Linked DNA regions of Rattus norvegicus: all the other regions are linked to region 3. A link is a contact called in public Hi-C data. All regions are on one chromosome and are shown on one strand. Each heading gives the region's core, a stretch centred on a gene start, on an enhancer-like site or on the middle of the called end of the contact. The rest is flanking DNA. Distances are from core to core; before and after follow the strand shown.

Evidence for each region. Hi-C and Micro-C count contacts between places; a contact is called where the count stands out from the background.
Region 1: a contact with region 3 is called in a Hi-C map of mammary epithelial cells, with 2.2 times the contacts expected there. The contact joins two enhancer-like sites. A contact is called at or near these places in 3 of 12 Hi-C or Micro-C datasets (frontal cortex, mammary epithelial cells and psoas muscle).
Region 2: a contact with region 3 is called in a Hi-C map of liver, with 3 times the contacts expected there. The contact joins the promoter of Bcor here to the enhancer-like site in region 3. A contact is called at or near these places in 10 of 12 Hi-C or Micro-C datasets (the A7r5 cell line, the Rat2 cell line, Schwann cells and 6 more) and 1 of 1 datasets of contacts at active chromatin or transcription factors (oligodendrocytes).

The regions. Positions count from the first base shown.
Region 1 is chrX:13,429,067-13,431,766 of GRCr8, reverse strand. No RefSeq gene overlaps it. Among named protein-coding and RNA genes, the nearest start is that of Rpl37al2, 31 kb to the left of the region's middle. Within about 2 kb of position 1,301, at least 1 of the 93 cell types and tissues checked has an H3K27ac peak or open chromatin away from gene starts, as enhancers often do.
Region 2 is chrX:13,359,106-13,361,805 of GRCr8, reverse strand. Bcor (BCL6 co-repressor) reads right to left here and starts at 1,430. Exons shown (of 15, transcript NM_001191586.1): 1 at 1,202-1,430.
Region 3 is chrX:13,203,132-13,205,831 of GRCr8, reverse strand. No RefSeq gene overlaps it. Among named protein-coding and RNA genes, the nearest start is that of Bcor, 160 kb to the left of the region's middle. Within about 2 kb of position 1,326, at least 39 of the 93 cell types and tissues checked have an H3K27ac peak or open chromatin away from gene starts, as enhancers often do. A contact at or near this core is called in the A7r5 cell line, Schwann cells, kidney and 2 more, where this site is marked.

The DNA of each region.
Region 1 (2,700 bases), core at 52-2,551, 230 kb before region 3:
CACTGTGTTTCAGCTCTGTCATAGAAGGAAAAGAATTCTGTAGCTACCTCCTGTGTTGCTGAGACACTTGGTTGGATTCAATTAGCCTACTTACTGTCTGCACCGCTTTTAAAATATGTACACAAATTCTTTGGTACTCCTCCCTCCAAAAGGTGGAGCCCAATTTCCCTTGGAGTTAGGAGCTGTATTTAGAGACTCGTTTTTTAATAAATAGAATGGGACAGAAATGACTGTGTGACACCCAGTATTAAGACATAAAAGGCATTATGGCTTCGTCTTCGAAATCTGGGGAAATCTTAACAGTCAGATCACTAGGACGTTCAAGCAGAACCATAGAGTGAACCACATGTCAACAGCCATGTGACAGAGCCATCTTGGAAAGAGATCCCTGGAAACAGACCCCAGTTGAATCTTCACATGACCCTGGCCACTACTGACATCTCACCGACAGCATGAAGTAGTGAGAGCCAGAAGTATCTAGCTAAGGCGCTCCTTATGCCCTGACCTCTAGGCACGCTAGGAAACAGACGGTGCTATTTCCAGCCACTAATGGTGGGGTGCTGTGCTATAGCAGTAGATAACTAAAACATAAATATATCTTGCATGTGGATGGAGCTTCCACTCAGTTTTCCTAACTACACCTCTCTCTCTCTCTCTCTCTCTCTCTCTCTCTCTCTCTCTCTCTCTCGTTCTTTGGTTTTTTGAGACAGGGCTTTTCTACATAGACTTGGAACTCAACACTGTAGACCAGGCTGCCCTTGAATTCAGAGATTCCCCCTCCTGGGTGCTGGGATTAAAGGTGTGGGCAGCCGCAGCCCAACAGCCCACTCTTGCTTTTTATATGCTGAGAGAGACAGACAGACAGACAGACAGACAGACAGAGACAGACAGAGACAGACAGACACACAAACTCCCCCACACAAACATTCTGCAGGGCTGAGAACAGAACTTTTTTCCACCACCTAGGTCACAGGGATCAAGCTCAGGTCAGGGCTTGATAGCAAGAGGTTCTTTACTCACAGAGCCATCTTGCCAGTCCCTCTCCATTTTTTTCCCTCAACCTTGAGAACCATTTTCCAAAAACTCATGGAGGACTAACCTACATTACATGGCTGGGAGGGAGAGAGAAGACTGAGGAGATGGAGCAAACTCAAGTTTCCCGTGCTGAGCCGGTACTCAGAAGCAGAGGCGGTAAGACAGTTTTAAATAGTTCTTTTGATCACTTTGTAGTTGCAAGTCGGATCTCTGCAAGAGCTCATTAGCATATTCACTCACAGAGAGGAACCATTCTTGAGGGTACAGTCAAAATGAAAGCAAACACACCCAAAGTCTGAAGAGAAACCAGGATCATTCATTTCTGGAGGAGGTATGCCCCTCCCCGAGGGGCGTGACTTGCCAAAAAGGTAACTTGCTTTCTTTCCCTTCTTCTTGGTAGTTTTTCAACAACTCCAATGATAAAATGATCAGCGTGTGACCTAAATGACTCATACTGTTTCCTGTCCTCACATCGGGATATTATAGAATCAATTTGTGTCATTCCTTTATGGTAGCTCACATTAGGCAAAAGAAGAGAAAAGATGAGAGGAGAGAAGAAAGGGGGAGGGATGAGGAGGGGGGAGGAGAGAGGAGGGATGGGGAGGGAAGAGGAAAGAAAAGAGAGAATATCATCCAGAAAGGATTTGATAAGCACAAGGACTTGGACTTAGTTCATCACCTACGCAAAAAAACGAACAGGGCAGGCAGCACCCCTACTGCAGCTTGGTAGTCGAATCACCAGGTTGAATCACTGAGATCCAGAGTCAGTGAGAGACCCTGACTCAAAAACCTAAGGAGGGACATAATTTAAGGTGACACCTGTCATTGACCGCTATATGTATACCCACCTGTGATGGTTTGTAGATGCCCAGGGAGTGGCAAGTCAGGTGGTGGTGTGGCCTTGTTGGAGTAGTTGTTGAACTGTGTAAGCCTGGCTCTAGAACTTTCAGAGGAAAAGAATTGTAATATGTGGCCAAGAGACTGTTCTTTCGATATTTTGGTGAAGGATGTGGCTGCTTTTTGCCCCTGTCTATAAAGTCTACCTGAGGTAGACTGAGGTAAAGAGATTTATATTAATTGCGTTGACAAAGGAAGTCTCCAAAAAAGCCTAACAGAGACTTTGTTCTCTGGGTAAGTCTCATGAAGTGAGTTTTGAGCAATGGTAGCAGGCTTCGAAAGGAAAAACATAAAATGAATGGTTCGAGTAATGGAGGGCCACCTGGAAATGAAATGGAGCTGAGTCTTGTGTTCGAGGAGATAAACAGATTAAGGGAGCGGTGACTTTATGGCAAGATCCTACCCAGCTAAGCTTATTGTTTATGTGTTTGCCATTGAACAAGGAATAGTTCTATCATATTAGGCATTATTATTACTTGGTTATTGTTTTCACTTGGACTTTTAATCTGGAATGAACTATAATCCAGAAATGAAACACACAGGCTTTTGATCCGGATCTTGAACAGTGGCCATGAAAAGCTTAGGCCTAGGCAAGGTGGCGTGTGCCTTTAATTACGGGAGACCTGCAGACATATGTCTGAGTTCAAGGCCAGCTTGTTATAGAGAAAATACCAAATAGAAGCTTAAGTCCAGGTGTGGCGGTACATGACTTTGATCCCAGACTTCAGGAGACAGAGTCACAGGATCTGAGTTCAATCTACTGAACAA
Region 2 (2,700 bases), core at 181-2,680, 160 kb before region 3:
CACCCTACTCGGTTCAGGGCGCTCCTAGGCTCTCTTCGTAAATAGCAGGCGCTCTTCGCCACAGCCCGGAGTCCCCGGGTTTCTGGTGGCTCTGTAGCGCAGCCTCCCGCCTGCTCCAAGCGCTGGCCCTGTGCCGCCTCGCCCTCTCCGCCTCAGCCGAGGATCGCGCCCGGTGCGCAAGTTCCTCTTCGCCTAGAGCCCTCGCGTCGCCCGCCCTCCGAGTGGGACCAACTTCCCCGGGCCGCAGACTTTCACACGCCCATCAGGGCTTCCCACCAGGTTCCCCACAGCCCAGCGGAGGGCTGAGAGCTCTGCTCGCTCCCCCACGCCGCCCCTAAACAAGCGGTCTACACTGGCTCCAGGAGGCTCCGAACTTAAAACCTACGCGAAGGGAAGAGATGGGAAAACGGGGGTGGGGGGAGTCGAATTAGAATCTTAAAAGAACATTTACAAAACAATGCATCTGACCTGGCCGGCCGGCGTACTGGCCCAGTCCGAATCTCGAGCTCTCCAAGGTTCCCTAGTAGTTTTCCCCCCGTTATTCCACGTGATTCATGCTTTGGGGCAAGCCAAGAAAAAACCCGGACTCCCCTCCGGAGTTGAGCGACGACGGTAGGTCGAGCTCGGCTCCGTCCGAGGCGCCCGCTGCACACACTAGCGCACGCACAAGCCGTCGTTCCACTCGGAGGCACCACCGGCCCCTGGAGAGGCCAGACGAAGCAAAGGCGGCTGGGGGTTTTTACAGTTCTTTTCCGAGTCGAAAAAGAAAGCAGACGGGAACCCGCCGCCCTCCCCTTCCTGCTAGCGAGGTAACGCCGAGACGAGCTTCCTAGCTTCCAGCCCAGCACCCCCCCCCCCGCGCCTGACTCCCGACGCTCGGCGACGACCGCGCTCCCGCGCAGACACACAGAGGCTGCAAACTTCCACTCGCTGAACTCTCGATCCTCCCAACCCCTCGGGAGGCGGCAGGTCCCCCGTCGAGTCCCTCCCTCCCGGGTGCCCATGCGGGGGCCGCTTAGGTTGGCTGCATTTTTAATAACTTGCAGCTCTGATGTAAAAACGAAAGCGAACAAGGTAGCTAAACCTCCCGACGGGGATCTACTGGAGTAGAAGGAGAAACCCTTTAAGGGAGGAGGTCGGCTGCAGTCCCGGCGCGCCAGCCCGCCCGCGGCCCCCGGGGAAAGGTGTTCCGGGCACTGACCTGAAATCCCCAGTCGGGAAGTAGGCAGGGAGCCCTCGATCCGGCGTTTTGAAGTTTTCCCCGGAGCGGAGTCCAGGCGGCGAGGAAGATCCGGGGGCGGCTAGCTGGCTGGCTGGGTGGACGTGTGCGGGGTCGGGAGAGGGCGGCTACGCTAAAGAGCAGAGGAGCCCGGCCGGGAAAGCGCAGCGAGCAGCAAAGTTTGGCTTCCTCCGGTGCCCGCAGTCCACTCCCAGCGCCGCGCTTGCTCGCCTCTGTCTGCAGCGGCTCTGCTGCCCTAAGGGGTCGGCCCGGCAGAGGGGTGGGCTTTGGGCCGCGTGGGGGTGGGGCGGGGCGGGGCGGGCTGCGAGCTTAGGGCAGGTGGCGACGGCCCCGCGCGATCCTCTCCTCCCGCAGCTGGACCGGGCTCCGTCAGCCTCAGCAGCTCCCGCGCCGCCGCTGCCGCCCGCGCTCGGGCAAGAGCCCCAGCGCCATGTTGACGGTTCGCCGAGAGCGCCCGCTCGGGCTGGGTGTGTGTGTGAGCGAGTGTGTTGGCCAAGTCGTCCCTCCGCGGCGACAGCGCGGCTCGGGCTCTCCGCCCGGCGACTCGCGTGGTCCCCCTCCGCCACCACCGCCCGCCTCGCTCCCGCTCTCGGTCGTGCTCTGGGTTCCGGCGCGTCTCCCCCTCGGCTTAAGAGCTCGGCCGCCGTTCAGCCCGGAGCGCGGCTCTGCCTCACCTTGCCGCTGGGAGCCCGGGCTCCGTCTGCTGCCGCACGCCGCGATCCCAACGCGTCCCCCCTCCCAGGTTCCCTCCTCTTCCTCCTCCCCCTCCCTCCGCCCGCCCTCCCTCCCTCCCAACAGCCGCCTCCCCTCCCCCCTCAGGCGCAGCGCTCGGGCGACAGCCGCCCGCCCGCCCGCCCGCCGCCGCCGCCGCCTCCAGCTCTCGCAAGTTTGAGATCCCCAGTCTCCGCTCACCCTCCGCTGCGGCGCCTCCGCGGTGGGGTTTCGGGAGGGGGTGATTCCCCAGGAAAGGTTCGCCCGACTTTCCCCGGCTGTCACCGATTCCCAGCCGGGTGCATTGGGGCCTCGCCACATCTGAACCCCAAAACATCTGGGTGGCGGGTCTTGTCGTAGTACCCCCCCCCCAACTCTACCGCCCTCTGTCCTCTCCGTCCCAGCTCCGGCCGAGTTGGCTATTCACGCCCAGCCAGGGCTCACGTCCTAGGGGGAGTGGAGACCGACTCCGCAGCGGCGACGGCTAGGTCGGCCAACAGATCCCCAGCCCCAAGAATGGGGGGCGGCGGGGGCGGCTTTTCCTGCAGCGCGCCGAGACTCCCCTTGCTACCCAGAAGGCCAGTGGAGGACCGCAATTACCATAAAGCGCCTCGCACTCCTCTCAGCCAAAGCTGTCAAACCCCAGCGGCAGGCGCCACTGCCTCCTCTCGCCACCAGCGCTGCGCTCTCCGGGCCTAGCGTCCCCTCCGAGACCCAGCCCAGCAAAGCCTGAGTGCGCGTGGGCGTCC
Region 3 (2,700 bases), core at 77-2,576:
GCACCACAGAGGTGCCACAGACACCTGGGAAAGGTGACAAGCTTCCCTGGAAGAGAGAAAGTCAGCTGCCAAAGGACTCTCCCAGCCCTGTGCCTGTGCTCTCACCATTGACAGCAGTATTACAACCTCACCATTAAATGTTTTTTATTTGTGAAGCCTTCTGCTCTGTCCCTCTACCACCAGGTTTGAAGATCGACCTGAAGAAGGATCTCTTTCTGTGAGGAATGATAAAGACGTTCATAGTTGTGGGATTGACATTTAAGAGTTTTTGGAAAAGCTAGCCTGTGGTATTTGCCTGTAATCTGAATAGGATTAGAAATTCAGGATCATGTCAACTAGATTGAGGCCAACCTGGGCTACACGAGACTCTGGTCTTAAGTGAACTAAAGTTTCCAGAGAAAAACCTGAAAAGATAGGCAATTTTGTCCGGGACTTGCCCGGGGGAAGTGGGGATTTCAAAACCCAATGCTGGGCTTGTGGGACCAGCAGTCTCAGCACAGGAGCTCTGGGGGCTCTTTAAGCCACTGAGGGAGGAGCAGAAAGTCCTTAGGGTTGTAGAAAAACAGAGTTCTGAGGAATCTTAGCGCCCAACCCTGCTCTGGGCAGATTGCTTCTTTCCCCTCAGGGCTCAAATCTTTCATTTCTCCCCTTCCCTACTCTCTGGGACCCAAACCTTTCAACTCTTCTCCGTCTCTGCTGGCTCGTATCCACCCAGCTTTCTGCCACACAATGGAAACTCATTGTGAAGTGCCGAGCCTGGCAGGTGGCTCTCAGATCCCCCAGCTGGGTGGAAGCCGGATTGGGTTTGGCTTCCAGAACAATCCAGGATCTTCAGGGGGCTCGAGGATGAGTGGGAGGGATAAAATGTTCCAGTGGTTTTCATCCAGCCCCAGTCAACTGCGAGACAGAGGACAGAGGGGACAGATAAAGGCAGCTTTCCCCGGGCGTGCCCAGTCGGAGCTGGTGAGGTTGGAAGTTTTGTGTGGTTTGGCAAAGTTCCTTATTCTTTGCCGTTTCGAAACTGCAGCAGCACACAGTGGCAAAGGTCACTGGACACCACAAGCTACCCCTGAAATGCAGGAGGTGGCGGATCTTGTCAGGCGCATGTCCCAGGATATCAGGGCAGAGAGGCCAGGCAGGTCCTGGCCACACATCGAACTCCCAGGTCGCGCCACAGCGCGGGGTGTGGATGCTTGCAAAAAATGCAGCCTCCCGGAAGGCAAGGACAACGTTATGGCTCTGGCGAGCTGAGCCGCTGCAGGCTGGGCGGCTCAACGCGGCTAACTGGAAAGACTAACCGTCGCGTTCGGATTCCATCTTCTGCTTCACGGAGAAAGAGCGACGCTGGGGACACCGCCTGGAGCCTGCGCGCATAGCACCGGGAGGCTCTCCCTCCCACCCCCGCCAGGCTTCCCGTTTAACCTCTAAAGTGCCAGAAAACCTGAAGCCCAAGAGGGGCTAGCCTTCCACCCACTGGGGAGATGCAGGCTTTCCGGAATTGGGCGTGGCAAAGCCGAGGGCACTGCAAAATAGAATCTGGAACTTGTGCTGCTTGGGAGGGAAAGGCTAGGGAGTCTGGCAGGTCCCAGCGGGCTCACCTCCTCCCAAGGGCCTTCCTGCCTCCGCTGAAGGTGGGGACAGAGAAGGAGGAGAGCATGGAGAAAAGGACGTGGGAAGACACTGGTCAGGGAAGAGATACTTTTAGTCTTTGCTACAGCTGCGTGCGTTTTTCTGACGGACTACTCAGGGACAATTCTCCAGGCTGAAAACAGTGTAAACTTTCTGAGGGTGGTGGTGGAGGGCGGTGTGAAGGTGACACGAGACGGTTGGGGTGAGAGGTGGTTGGTGGTGCAGGAAAGGGACAGAGAGGGGGAAATCCCTGAAGATTCCTCACAGGCCTAAGAGGAACTCCAGAATCTCTTCTTGGTAGAACAAGGTCCTCCAGACTCACCACCCCAGATATAGCTCAGCTCTCACCATAGGTCTTCGAGGTGGGCATCCTCCCCCTCTTTGTGTAATATCTTGGAGACCACACAGGCAAGACTGGGGATTTGTTCATTATGCCTTCTAACTGGGGACAATGCCTCCTGGGTGGCATCAGTCACAAGCCAATCATTAAACAAATAACAAAGATCTCAAACAGGAAAATGGGATGGGGAGGGGGTTAAAGGATCTAGAGCTAGAGCCTTGGGCGGGGGACCCTGGTTATCTAGGTCAGTAGTTCCCATGGTGTGGTTTCGGGAACCCTCTGATAGTCAGGGCTCTGAGATCCAGGACCTCTGAAAAGGCTTTTCTGATTGCAGACCTAGGGGAGGCTGGGCTCTCATTAATCCAAGGCCACATGTCAGTATCCCAACTTAGTGGAAGCCCCAGCAGCTGTCAGAAAGAAAGAGAGAGAGAGAGAGAGAGAGAGAGAGAGAGAGAGAGAGAGAGAATGTTTGCTACTACCAAGTCCGAGGTCCTGAGTTCTTTCTTTCTTTTTTTTTTCTTTTTTTCGGAGCTGGGGACCCAGGGCCTTGTGCTTGCTAGGCAAGTGCTCTACCACTGAGCTAAATCCCCAAACCCTCCTGAGTTCTTTCTATGCATTGAACTCACACGGTGGAAGGAGAAAAGCATCTTCCACAAGTTATCTTCTGACCTCCCCAGTCCGCCAGGGCATGTGAGCACAAACATATACACATATGTAAACACATAAATATA